Regions from separate parts of the Mus musculus genome. Here region 1 is linked to region 2. A link is a contact called in public HiCAR-type data. All regions are on one chromosome and are shown on one strand. Each heading gives the region's core, a stretch centred on a gene start, on an enhancer-like site or on the middle of the called end of the contact. The rest is flanking DNA. Distances are from core to core; before and after follow the strand shown.

Evidence for each region. HiCAR-type assays count read pairs that join an accessible place to other places.
Region 1: a contact with region 2 is called in a HiCAR-type map of astrocytes, with 2.5 times the contacts expected there. The contact joins the promoter of Mecom here to the promoter of Tnik in region 2. A contact is called at or near these places in 3 of 484 Hi-C or Micro-C datasets (all in embryonic stem cells) and 2 of 115 datasets of contacts at active chromatin or transcription factors (astrocytes and embryonic stem cells).

The regions. Positions count from the first base shown.
Region 1 is chr3:30,506,880-30,512,415 of GRCm38.p6, reverse strand. It overlaps Mecom (MDS1 and EVI1 complex locus), which reads left to right and starts at 2,657. Exons shown (of 16, transcript NM_001370769.2): 1 at 2,657-2,986. The coding sequence starts at 2,950.
Region 2 is chr3:28,260,071-28,265,249 of GRCm38.p6, reverse strand. It overlaps Tnik (TRAF2 and NCK interacting kinase), which reads right to left and starts at 2,036. Exons shown (of 33, transcript NM_026910.1): 1 at 1,551-2,036. The coding sequence starts at 1,607.

The DNA of each region.
Region 1 (5,536 bases), core at 1,408-3,907, 2.2 Mb before region 2:
TTAGCTTCGAAGTTGAAAAAAAATATTATGACTCCTTTGATTTAGTTAATTTACTTTTTTATGTTTTGAAGAAAGGTGACACGTCTTTTCATACTGATTCGGCCTGAGGACACAAAAGACTGTATTTGCTACTGCAGTTACAAGAAGCCGGATTCAACCACTTCTGCTGAAATTTTAGAAAGACCTTTGTAAAAGACCAGTTCACTGAAAGATGAGGACGGGGACTTTAAACGCCAGAAGGAGTGGGTACCCCAGCCACCTACCACTGCCCTAATATCCCAACTTTCTGTAAAAGTTTAAAAGACAGATCTTTGCATCTGGTGATTTGGAGACTGTTGATTCGGTTCTGTCTTTCGCCCTTTACTGAAACCACCCTACCCTACAGTCAGCCACAAGATTTATTCTTTCAAAGCGCAAATAAGTCCAGAGTCCAAGTGGGTCTTGTTCTTAATCTCGGAGTTTGGCAACATGGTCCCTTCCTTTCTTAAAAACTTCCACCAGATCCAACTCAGGTATTGGCAGACTCCTTGGGGGCTAGGCGAACGGAACTGGGGAAGTGAGAAGGGTGGATGGGGAGGTGAGAAAGGAGGGTGGCTGCTTCCCACATCTATGTTTTGCTTTTATTCTCCACAGGGTGGCCAGCAAAATGAAATCTTCCACCTTGAATTTTCTTTCTAAGATACTCTGCTGTCTCCAGGTGCCAGGCCCTGGAGAATTCCACTTTCTGGGGATGGGGGCGGGGGGCAAACAATTCTAGGTGCTGAGAGCTGGGATCCTCTTGGGTTGTCCCCTGTGTTCTGGCCCAAGTAATGCTCCTCACAAAGTCTCTTACAGACGAGAAGCTGCTGTATGAAGCCCTTGTTTGTTCGCCTAGAACTTTTCCCTAAAGAATCTGACCTCTGCAAAACTCTAGAACCTCACACCCCCTTTCCTAGGAGAACATTTGCTGGTCAGAAGGAGGTCGCTCCTAAACAGAGTAGCTAGTAGATTTTGGGGAAGATTTTTAGAGTAGTAGACCTGTATCCATACAAGCAGTAGTAGCTTTGCACATATTAAAAGTACCAACACACACACACACATACACCTGCATGCAGTAGGCCACTAGAGCTCTAGTAGGTCTTGTAAAATCCCAGGTGCCTCTGTGGGGGAGGGGAGATGGAGATGGCAGGATTCCCTGGGATTCATGTGTGTGTGGGCTCCAGCATTTTCTCCTCTGGAAGCTGTTTTCACTCCGGTTCTCTGCCATTTCCTCCTTTACTTCCCCTGTCTCTCCCTCATATTTCAAGGTTACACATCTGTCTCCCTTGGGAGCTGTAGCTTGGTTCTCTAGGGACCTGTATCTTATGTCTGAATGCTCCTGGAATTACACAGCTCTGGGGAGGGAAAGGTGGTGGGTATTCTTAGATGAGGTAGGTCCTGTAAGCTTGGCCACCGAAGCCCCTGGGAATTGAACCTAGATATTCGCTCTCTCACAACCGCAGTCTGAGCTCAAACTAAATGAATACCAACAGGTGCAACTGAGTTCCCAACAACCCTGCTCGTCCTTGCTCTCTCAGAGGAGAGACCAGGACTTTCCTGCTTCTTCCGACTTGAGTTTTAGGATGGTAGCAGCACCGCACGGAAAAGATGGCAATTTTCTTTTATGGTGTCTGGCAGGATTTGCAGCAGATATTAATGGAGACATAAATAGCACGTGGAAGGTATTGAACACAACTGTTTAATGCAAGAAGGTTGTACTAAGAAAAATCCATACTGAGTTGGGAGTGATTCATACCTTGAACACACCTAACCCCTTGCGCCTTCATTTCTGCCTGCACACTTCATTAGTAAATTCTGTAATTAGGCACATTTCAACAATGTACGTTTTGTATTTTCTAGGTATGCGTATGGAATTTCCCCCCTTCCTCCTTCTGGTGACCCCAGAGGTTGTAGGTTTCAGTGAGTGAGTGGAAATGGCAGGCGGGCTGGGTAGCAGCAGGAGGCCGGAAGGTGCCGGCCGACCTTAGGCAAGGCAGGAGGTCTTGGATGTCAAATGTTCAGCCCGGCGGGACCTGGGCATCAAGGGCGATTGTTGCTACTTGATGGAAACAGACTACTGAAATGTTCCTAGGATGGCAGCTACCGTTGGTATTACAGCTAAAATCGAGAACCGGTTATTCATCCAAAGCGGAAGCCCCAGGAACTTCAGAAGGAGAGAGCGGCAGCAAGGGCAGAGCTCTGAAGTTCAAGATGCTTCTCGCCTTCTGATAACACGTTCACGGTCCAGTCCTCAGCCTAGTTCTTGTGTAGACGGAAAGATTTATCCTAAAGTTTTTTTTCCCTCCTCCGCTCGGTTCCCCTACAGACAATGTAATTTATGGTGGAGAAAACATTAATAATAATTATAATGCAGGCTTATTGACTCCCACACAGACATAGTCCTCTGCCCCACGAATCAATTCTCTGTCCAAGACTTTTCATTTCTTTTCTTTTTCTTTCTTTCTTTTTATTTTTTTTCCCGTTTGGGCGAAGTGTCTGCTCCCCTCCAGCTCCCCGCGCTCGCTCCCCGCCCCCTGCCGCCCTCCCCGTAGCTCCCTTTCTCCGCCTCCTCGGCGATTGCCATCTGACAAGATCTCCAAATCAAAGTGATAAATCGCTCCAAACTTTTTTTGGCGGCGCTGAGATGTTGGAGGGGCGTCTAACGCGCATGTGCGAAGGTGTCCAAACTGACAATGCTAGAGATAGCGAGTGTGGATTGAGAGAAAGAGAGAGAGGGAGGGAGAGAGAGTGAAAGACCGAGTGTGTGCGTGTGTGTGCGTGTGTGAGACAGAGGAGAGAGAGAGAGAGAGAGAGAGAGAGAGAGAGAGAGAGAGAGAGAGAAGGGAGGGGGAGAGAGAGAGCAAAAGAAGGAAAAGATCCAAGAAAAAAAAAACCTAACCACCCAGCAGCGGCTGCAGGACTGGGCACAGCATGAGATCCAAAGGCAGGGCAAGGAAACTGGCCACAAGTAGGTGCAATATCCCTTTTCTATTGGCTTCCCCCCCTTCTCTGCCATCTTGCGTATCTGTGTCTAGCGCACGGGGAGAGAGCGCGGGCTGCTTTGGCGCGGGGGGCCTGGGGTGGAAGGCAGGCACAGCGCAGCCGGCAGCCGGAGCAACCTGCCGATTCCTGCCTCCGCGCCCTGGCTCCTGCTCTGGGCGCAGTGGAAGCGCGGTAGCCCTGAGCCCCGCACCAGGACCAGCTGTGGCAACTCCGGGGTGGGGGTGGGGGCAGCAAAAAGCTGGGAGGGAGGGAGGAGGGCGCGCGCGAGTGAGCGCGAAGGGGTGGGGGGAGAGGAGAGTGTGTCCCCCTCCCCTCCCTTCCCCCCCCAGGCGGGGGAGAGTCGCCTCTGGCCAACCAGCTAGTTCCCGGAGCGGGAGGAGGGGGGAAGCGGGTGGGGGGGGGGCGGGCAGGGGAAGGGCGCCTTTCTGAAGCTCTGTTTGTTTCTGGGGTTTGGGACGGGTGGCGGGCTCCGAGGGAGCCGCGGTGGCTGTGGCCGCAGCCGGCCGCGATGGAGTTGGGAAAAGTTGCGAGGCGGCCGCTTGCAAGTTGCGCGGGCGATCGGCGCTGCGCCTAGCCGCGGCTGCGGTAGTGGGCGCTGTGCGCTCGGTCCTTGTACGCGGCGGCGTGTGCGACGCGGCGGGAGCCCTGGGGAAGGGGAGGCAGGGGGGCCGGGGGGGACACGGTCCTGGGGATGGGTGGGGGGAACCCCGGCAGCGCCGAGCTCTCGGCTCCGCAGAGTCACTCGGCAGGTGGGGAGAGCGGAGGCCGCGCCGGCGTTCTCAGGCCCGGGCGTGGAGGGCGCGCGGCCAGCCGAGAACGCTGCTCCGTAAGGCCAGGAGGGCGCGCTCCGACCCGAGAAGCCCGGGCTGGCAGGGCGCCGAGTGACCCCCAGGGGGCGGGCTGCCGGAACTCGGGGCCACCAAGGGGGAGCAGCTCAGCCTGCCGTTCTCTTTCTGGGTGCAGCCGGGGTCCCGGGTCACTCGTCCTCCCCGGCGCCCTCTGTCTGCCCGGAGCGGAGCAGCCTCGGTCACGCGGGACTAGGGTAGTGGGGTTTGGGGCTATGGGGGACTAGACTACCATCCCCCACGCTTTCAGGGAAGGCTTGGGTGACACTCCAGGACAGGGTAGGGTGGGAAGGGTTGCTTAGCAGGGACTAGTAGGAGTCTGAGGTGGGTTTGTTCAAATGCTTCTGCCCAGCGTTGAAGGGGGCCCAACGAGCAGCCTGCCGCCTTCTTACTCCCTCGGACATCAGAGCTGCTTCGGGAAAGGACCGGCCAGGCCGCCCATGCCTCTCACACTTGGACTTGAGGAATCTCGAACTCTCTTAATTGTTTTGTTTCGGACCAGAGAGACTAAAGATAGGATGTGGATAGTATGTTTGCCCCAGTGAAGTCCCCAAGCGTACCCCCCCATCCCTTGCACATTGGAATTTAGGGCTGGAGGCGCTCCATGCAGCACCACCGGGCGCGTCCTGGCACAGCGGCGCCGGCTACAGTCGTAGCCCCCCGGCATTCCCGGTGTGGGGAATGCAACGTAACGCCCGGCGAGACGCTGTCCTCCCGGGCGTCTTTCCAGTGCTCCAGCCACTCCGCACTCGTGTCCTGCACTCACATACGCTCTAGCGGCATCTTTTCTCTTGGAACTCGGGTCGCAGAGATCAACCTAAATACTGGGCCGTCAGTCGGCCTCCTCGGTCAGTCAGCCGGCTTCTTTCTCTGCTCCTACGGCTCATTTCACTTCGTTGCAACAGTGTAAAGTGCGCCAGCGAAACTGTTTTTCCTGTTGGCTTTTCACTGAGTCTTTATTTTCTTCTGAGAGGGAATAAATGTACACATGCTTGATGGCTTTGAGACTTCAAAGGTTAGGGGTGTGTGTGTGTGTGTGTGTGTGTGTGTGTGTGTGTGTATTTGAGAGGAGGCGGGGAGATCGTTTCAACCGAGCAGTAAGTTGTGAAATGAAAGCCTAAGGCTTTCACCCTGCTTGGTTGCCCAGCATCCGACGAAGCGAAAGCTGAACGCAAAACCTTTCGAATTTTCTTAAGGCTCGCCCCCGCCCCCGCGCGCCTTAGCTATTTTAATTGCTAAGCAAGCTGTACACCCTGTAGCCCACTACTGAGTCCAGAAGCTGAGCCTCCTTTCTGATCTGATGAGACTTGTCAGTCACCGCATGTGAGACACATTGATTTTTGTCTCGTGTGGGGTAAGGATGCCCATGTGCTCTCTAGAGAGCAGGACCCCAGCCTTAGGAACTTTTCCTGCTGAGCCCCAGGTTCCCACTAGCGGGGCTTTTACTGCTTCTGCGGCTGCCTTCCAGAGACACGGGCGCCGCGTAGTGCAGTTTTCCAGCTACCGTCTGAGCAATAAAGGAAATCATATCAGAACTACGGATTTTTGTATTTTAAAGCGCTATTTCCTTTTGCCGAACTGCGCGTGGCAGAGGTGGCTGGTGACCCCTGCGGTGCAATCATCCAACGGAAACTTAGCTGTTTGCAGTCACTGTTTCTTTTTCCCCCCTT
Region 2 (5,179 bases), core at 787-3,286:
TTTCATAGGGCAGTCAGTCCTCAACCTTCGAGTTGTCTCTCTGAATTGTCACCTCTCTCTCTCTACCAAAAGATATGGGAAGGGGCAAGGATTCAAGGAGAGGGAAGAAAAGAGACTCGTGGAGCCTGAAGAAAAAGTATCACCTCCATCAGACAGGTATCTAGCCCCTTAAAATATTTGTAGAGAAATGTAAGGGCAGGAAGGCTTTAGTAGACACAGGTAAACGGCCTCAAGATTCTAGCATCAATCTAACAATGTGTTCCGGAGAACCACTGAACTTCCACCCCTACTGGCGGTGGGTGACATGAGATGAGACACCATCTCTTAGGTCTCACCTACCCTCCAGGCATCAAGCATATGCATTTGCTGTTTATTTTATTTTTAGTTCGGGAGAGGAAGAAACTAGTGGAACTGAGATTGGTGTCCAATCTTTCTCAGATGCCTGCTGCTGCCAAGGCCACCACCCCTCCTCACCCCCTTCCTGGCAGGCAGCATCTAATTAAAATGGCAAGAGCGCTCGGCCCCCTTCCCCGAAGGAGTGTGCTGGGATTAGAGGTGGGGGTGGGGAAGCGTCGAGGCTGCAATGGGATTCCTGGCAGTCTGATTTTCAAACAACAGCAAAATGGATTCTAGATCACTAAAGTCTTATTCAATACAATGGAACGACGTCTGAGGTGTTTCATTAGGTAAAGGCAAAGCGGCCGGGCTCGGGGAAGGGAATATGTTTTACAAAGGACTGTTCACAGACCTGGGACACACACACACACACACACACACACACACACACACACACACACACACACACACACAGGCACACAGGCACACAGGCACACACGCACACACAATCTCTCCAGGGAGTTCCGGTGTGGTGAGGAGAAGCGGTTAAGCTTCTCTTTCACCTGCTGAAGTTCAGCCATAAAACTGAAAGGTCACAGTCACCGAGGGAAGGAATAGGCAGGGCTGAGTTCAAACCACAGATAAAGGTGAGTGCACACTGGCATATAGGGAAGAGCTGAGCCGGAGCCCCAGCACCGGAGACAGAAGCCGGGAAGGGAGTCAGTTAGCACCTACAAGACCAGCCCAGAGCAGCAATTACTGCTCCATTGGAGCAGCAGGGTCCGCTGGTAGAGACAGCTAGCTCACGATGGCATCTTGCAGGTAGCTGGCAAACGTGAAGGGCCAGTGCCTTTCTTCTCCAAGAGAATCTTTTGCAGCAAGGAGCAGTCGGGTCTCGCGCCTTGGCACGAGACGGTTGCCCGGGTACACACACACACACACACACACACACACACACACACACACACACACACACCAGCCTTTCATGTAATGCTCTTACACCGATCGAAGATGAAACTGACAAGCTCTACCAGCTTCCTTGCGGAACCTCGGGAACAGCCTAGGAGCACAAGGGGAGCCCAGCCCCTGCTGTAGGGGTAGGGGCTCAGCCTAGAACCCCTCGGCTGCCCCGGAATTAGAACAGAAAGGCAGGGAACGTTCCCTCTTTCAGCCCTAGACCATTGGAAAAAAAGGAAAAAACACGTTCTGCTCACCCTCAGGGCGGAGAGATCGATTTCATCCAGGCTGCGAGCTGGGGAGTCGCTCGCCATGTCGACTCTTCGCGGGAGAAATGGACCAAAACCACCCCGAAGCGTCTTCCTTGGCAATTCCACCCCGGTCTATTTCGCTCGCGTCCTCATGCGGCTGTCCGCCAGAGAGGCCCGGGGCCCAGCCTCCCCCGCCCACCCGGGCCCCAGCAAGAGTCCGATCCCGATCTTCCGAGAGCGTCGATCCGCGGGATCCCGGAGCCCGACCTGCGCGGATCTCCAAGCCCGGAGCCGCGGTGCGTGTGGGCTGCGCGCCCTGATCGGCTAAGGGCGCTGGGGCTGCGTGGGTGTATTTAAATGGGACATGCTTCTTTGCTTGTGCGTGGATGGCGGCTGCATTGGCTGTTATAATGAGACATATCAACTCCTCCACTCAGCTGGGAGGTGGGGGTGGAGAACCACACAGAACTGTCTATCACCGCTTCCTGGGAGGAGTGGGGGGGGGGGGAGAGGCGTGGTCTCCGACTGGGGAGAGGCCGCGCTTCCTGACCGGGTCCCTCCGCCACTAGCCAGGGTGGGGGAGGGGTACGCACCCTTTCCGCCCCAGCTTTTGAGGGTTAATAGTGCTGAATCTAAACAGCCGTTTTTGAGCCTCTCTGTGCAGGAGCCTGAATGCTGAATATATATTTTTAATGTGTCCAATTTGTGCAGTGCACCAAAATGGCTCTTCGATCGTATCTTGGGGTTTCTTGACTGCGTTCAGATACTCTAATGGTGAAAAGGGTGGTGGGGAGAGGCAGCGGGAAAAGGCAGCAGCGTCCTCCCTCCCCCATTAATTATTTGTGGGGCTGGAGTAAAGGCGGGCCGGTGCAACCGGTGCATATAAGGACTTGTGCGCAGGGAAGGGGATCCGCCTCCCCGCGCAGAGCGAGTTGGGGAGAAGCTCACACGCGCCGAGCCGGCAGCCTGGCTTTGGTGCTGAGCAGTGGCCACAGGGTCACGGTCATTCGCGGCCACTGGGTTGCAGGAAGGCAGGCCCGAATCGTCTGTGGTTCTCTAGGCTGAGTAGGTTTGCTAGAAGCTGGAAATCCGAGAGATGTGAGCTCTGTCTGGATATCGCCACACCCAAGACCTGCGCGTGCCGCAATTCCCCACGGAAATGACCGAATTGAAAAGAGAAGCTTGCTCCCTGGGTGCAGTAGCTCGAAGGATTCAGGTGACTCCAAGGCCGACATTAATTGGGCAACATAGTACCTAACCCAGTGTTTCCTCCTTTGTAGCTTTTCCGCGGTGACCTACCTGGATTCATGGAGAAAGTTTGGCTCTAGGATAGTGAGCCCTGACCCGCGAGCTATTTGACTTCGCTCGCTTTTTCACTCAAGAGCTGGGTGTTTGCAGTGGTAACCCGTCATTCTTTATCAAAAGTGTAAAGTCACTTCCCCAACCCTCTCGCATCCTTGCCTGTCTCCTAGTTTGGCCACGCAAAATACGTCGGAAGAAAACATTTATAGTGAACTCTTCCCACTGGCTTCAACTCATCAATAGTTCTGAGTGTTCCTCTAGCATCTACTGAGATAAAAAGCTAAACATACTGGGGGGGGTTGATTTTTATTTGACTTTTTGTTTTGTTTTCTTTTGGGGGGAGTAGAGGTTCTTTTTGATTTATCTTATTGGTTGTTTGATTTGGTATGGTTATGAGACAGATCTTAAGTACTTAAAGGAAGTCTTCCCTTCACTGTGCAGCTGGGGATGGCCTTGAACTCCTCATTGTCCTGCAAATGACCCCCCCCCCCCCGCCCACCCAAGTACTCAGATTACACATGGACACCAACACTTGGGCTGTTGCCACTTCTTTTTAAAGTCATGAAGAATAAACTAATTATGAGCTTCAGAACAAGTTGAAAGAATGAATGAACGGACCAACACTAATGAAATTAGTGTTAGCTGGACTGTTTAGTCTTGGACTCATTGGGGTGGGTCATGTGCTCTCTAAACCATACCATGAAACTAGAATGCTGTTCCGAACCCACAAGCCTCCACGAAGGGACCAAGTAGAAGCCATCTTTTCCCTCCACCACACTTTTCCTTGTGTGTCATCATCATCTTCTCCTTCTCCTTCTTCTTCCCTTCTTCTTCTTCTTCTTCTTCTTCTTCTTCTTCTTCTTCTTCTTCTTCTTCTTCTTCTTCTTCTTCTTCTTCTTCTTCTTCTTCTTCCTCTCCTCCTCCTCCTCCTCCACCTCCTCCTCCTCCTCCTCCTTCTTATCTCACCCTTTCTCTAGACAACAGGTTAACATGTCTCAAGATGAAGCAAAATAATTTCAGATTAGGGTATTGAGATTCATACGCAGGGCTCCTTTAAAAGCTTCAGACTTGAAAATAGGAGATAAACATGCTCACAGAAAAGTACTACAGACTTAGGTGAAACCACAAAAAGGTCTTTTCCCCTAACTCTAATAGCACAAGACTCTACTTTGGGGTTTACAATAGGTTCAGACTAGTCCACTGCTGCTGAGGAAGCCCCACCTCAGACAGAAAGGATGGATATAGCTTCAAAGAGGGTTCAACACAGTGCACCCTGGGGAGGGAGGGAGGAGTGGGTAGAAAGCAGTGGCAGGCAAGGGTGGGAAATCTTAGGACCAGGAGAGGGCAGAGGGCAGATCAGGCAGAGTTCTGCATGCCCTATTCAGGAACATCAAACTCTCTTCTTTAGGCCAAGTACATTTCAGATTTCAGCTGTTCCAGCAGAAGTCTGATTTCTTTCCATCCTGCACTCTTATCAACAGTTTTTGCTTTGTGTTTAATTTAAAAGAAAACATAAGTCACTACTATAAAAAGAGGTCTAGACATACTAGGGCCCCAGTCCTTAGTAGGCACCAAGGACTTAGCACCACTGACTCCATGATGGAAGGACCGCTCAGCTGTAAAACAGCATGGAGACAACACCATCTTCTAAAACTAAAGCCTAGGCCTAGTCCATCAAAAACCATAATTCTGAGAAAGTCTCTAAATGTACTAGCCTTGCTTTTTGGCTTCTGTGGCTCTGCTTCTGGCTAACTGTTCTTGTTAACTGAAGTATGTCAACCTAGAGCATGGTTTTTGTGCTTAAAATCTCACCCTGAGAAAGGCTCTGGGCTACACTGGGATCCTAGCATAGTTGCTGGCTGGCTAATAAAGACTTCCTTTTAGATTAAACCCATGTCTGGTCTGAGAAGTCTTCTCTGGTGAGTACCCCACAGCACTAGACATACCTCCTCCTATAGAAAAGAAAACATTCAATATAAAATCACTATAATGAAAGTAAGGTCTACCATTTTGGTCGGTTATTGCTTCGTTATGGAACAGCCCAGGTAACAAGGAACCCCAGCCTTCACAAGGGCAGACAGGAAGTGCGGGGCAAGAGGTCAGCAACTAAAATTATTTTAGATACATGATGTTAACTGACAGGAAAAAGGGCAAATAGCAAGTAGCATAGGCAGTCAGGATGCGACCAAGATGAGGCTTTACTCCTGTCATGATCTGAAGGACTGGGGAAGCAGAGACCATTCAGGCATATCTTCAAAGCCAAGAAAACACACCTGCCTGCTGGCTGTCTCTACTCTAAGCATGCAACAACAACAGAAAGCCTGGCACAGACA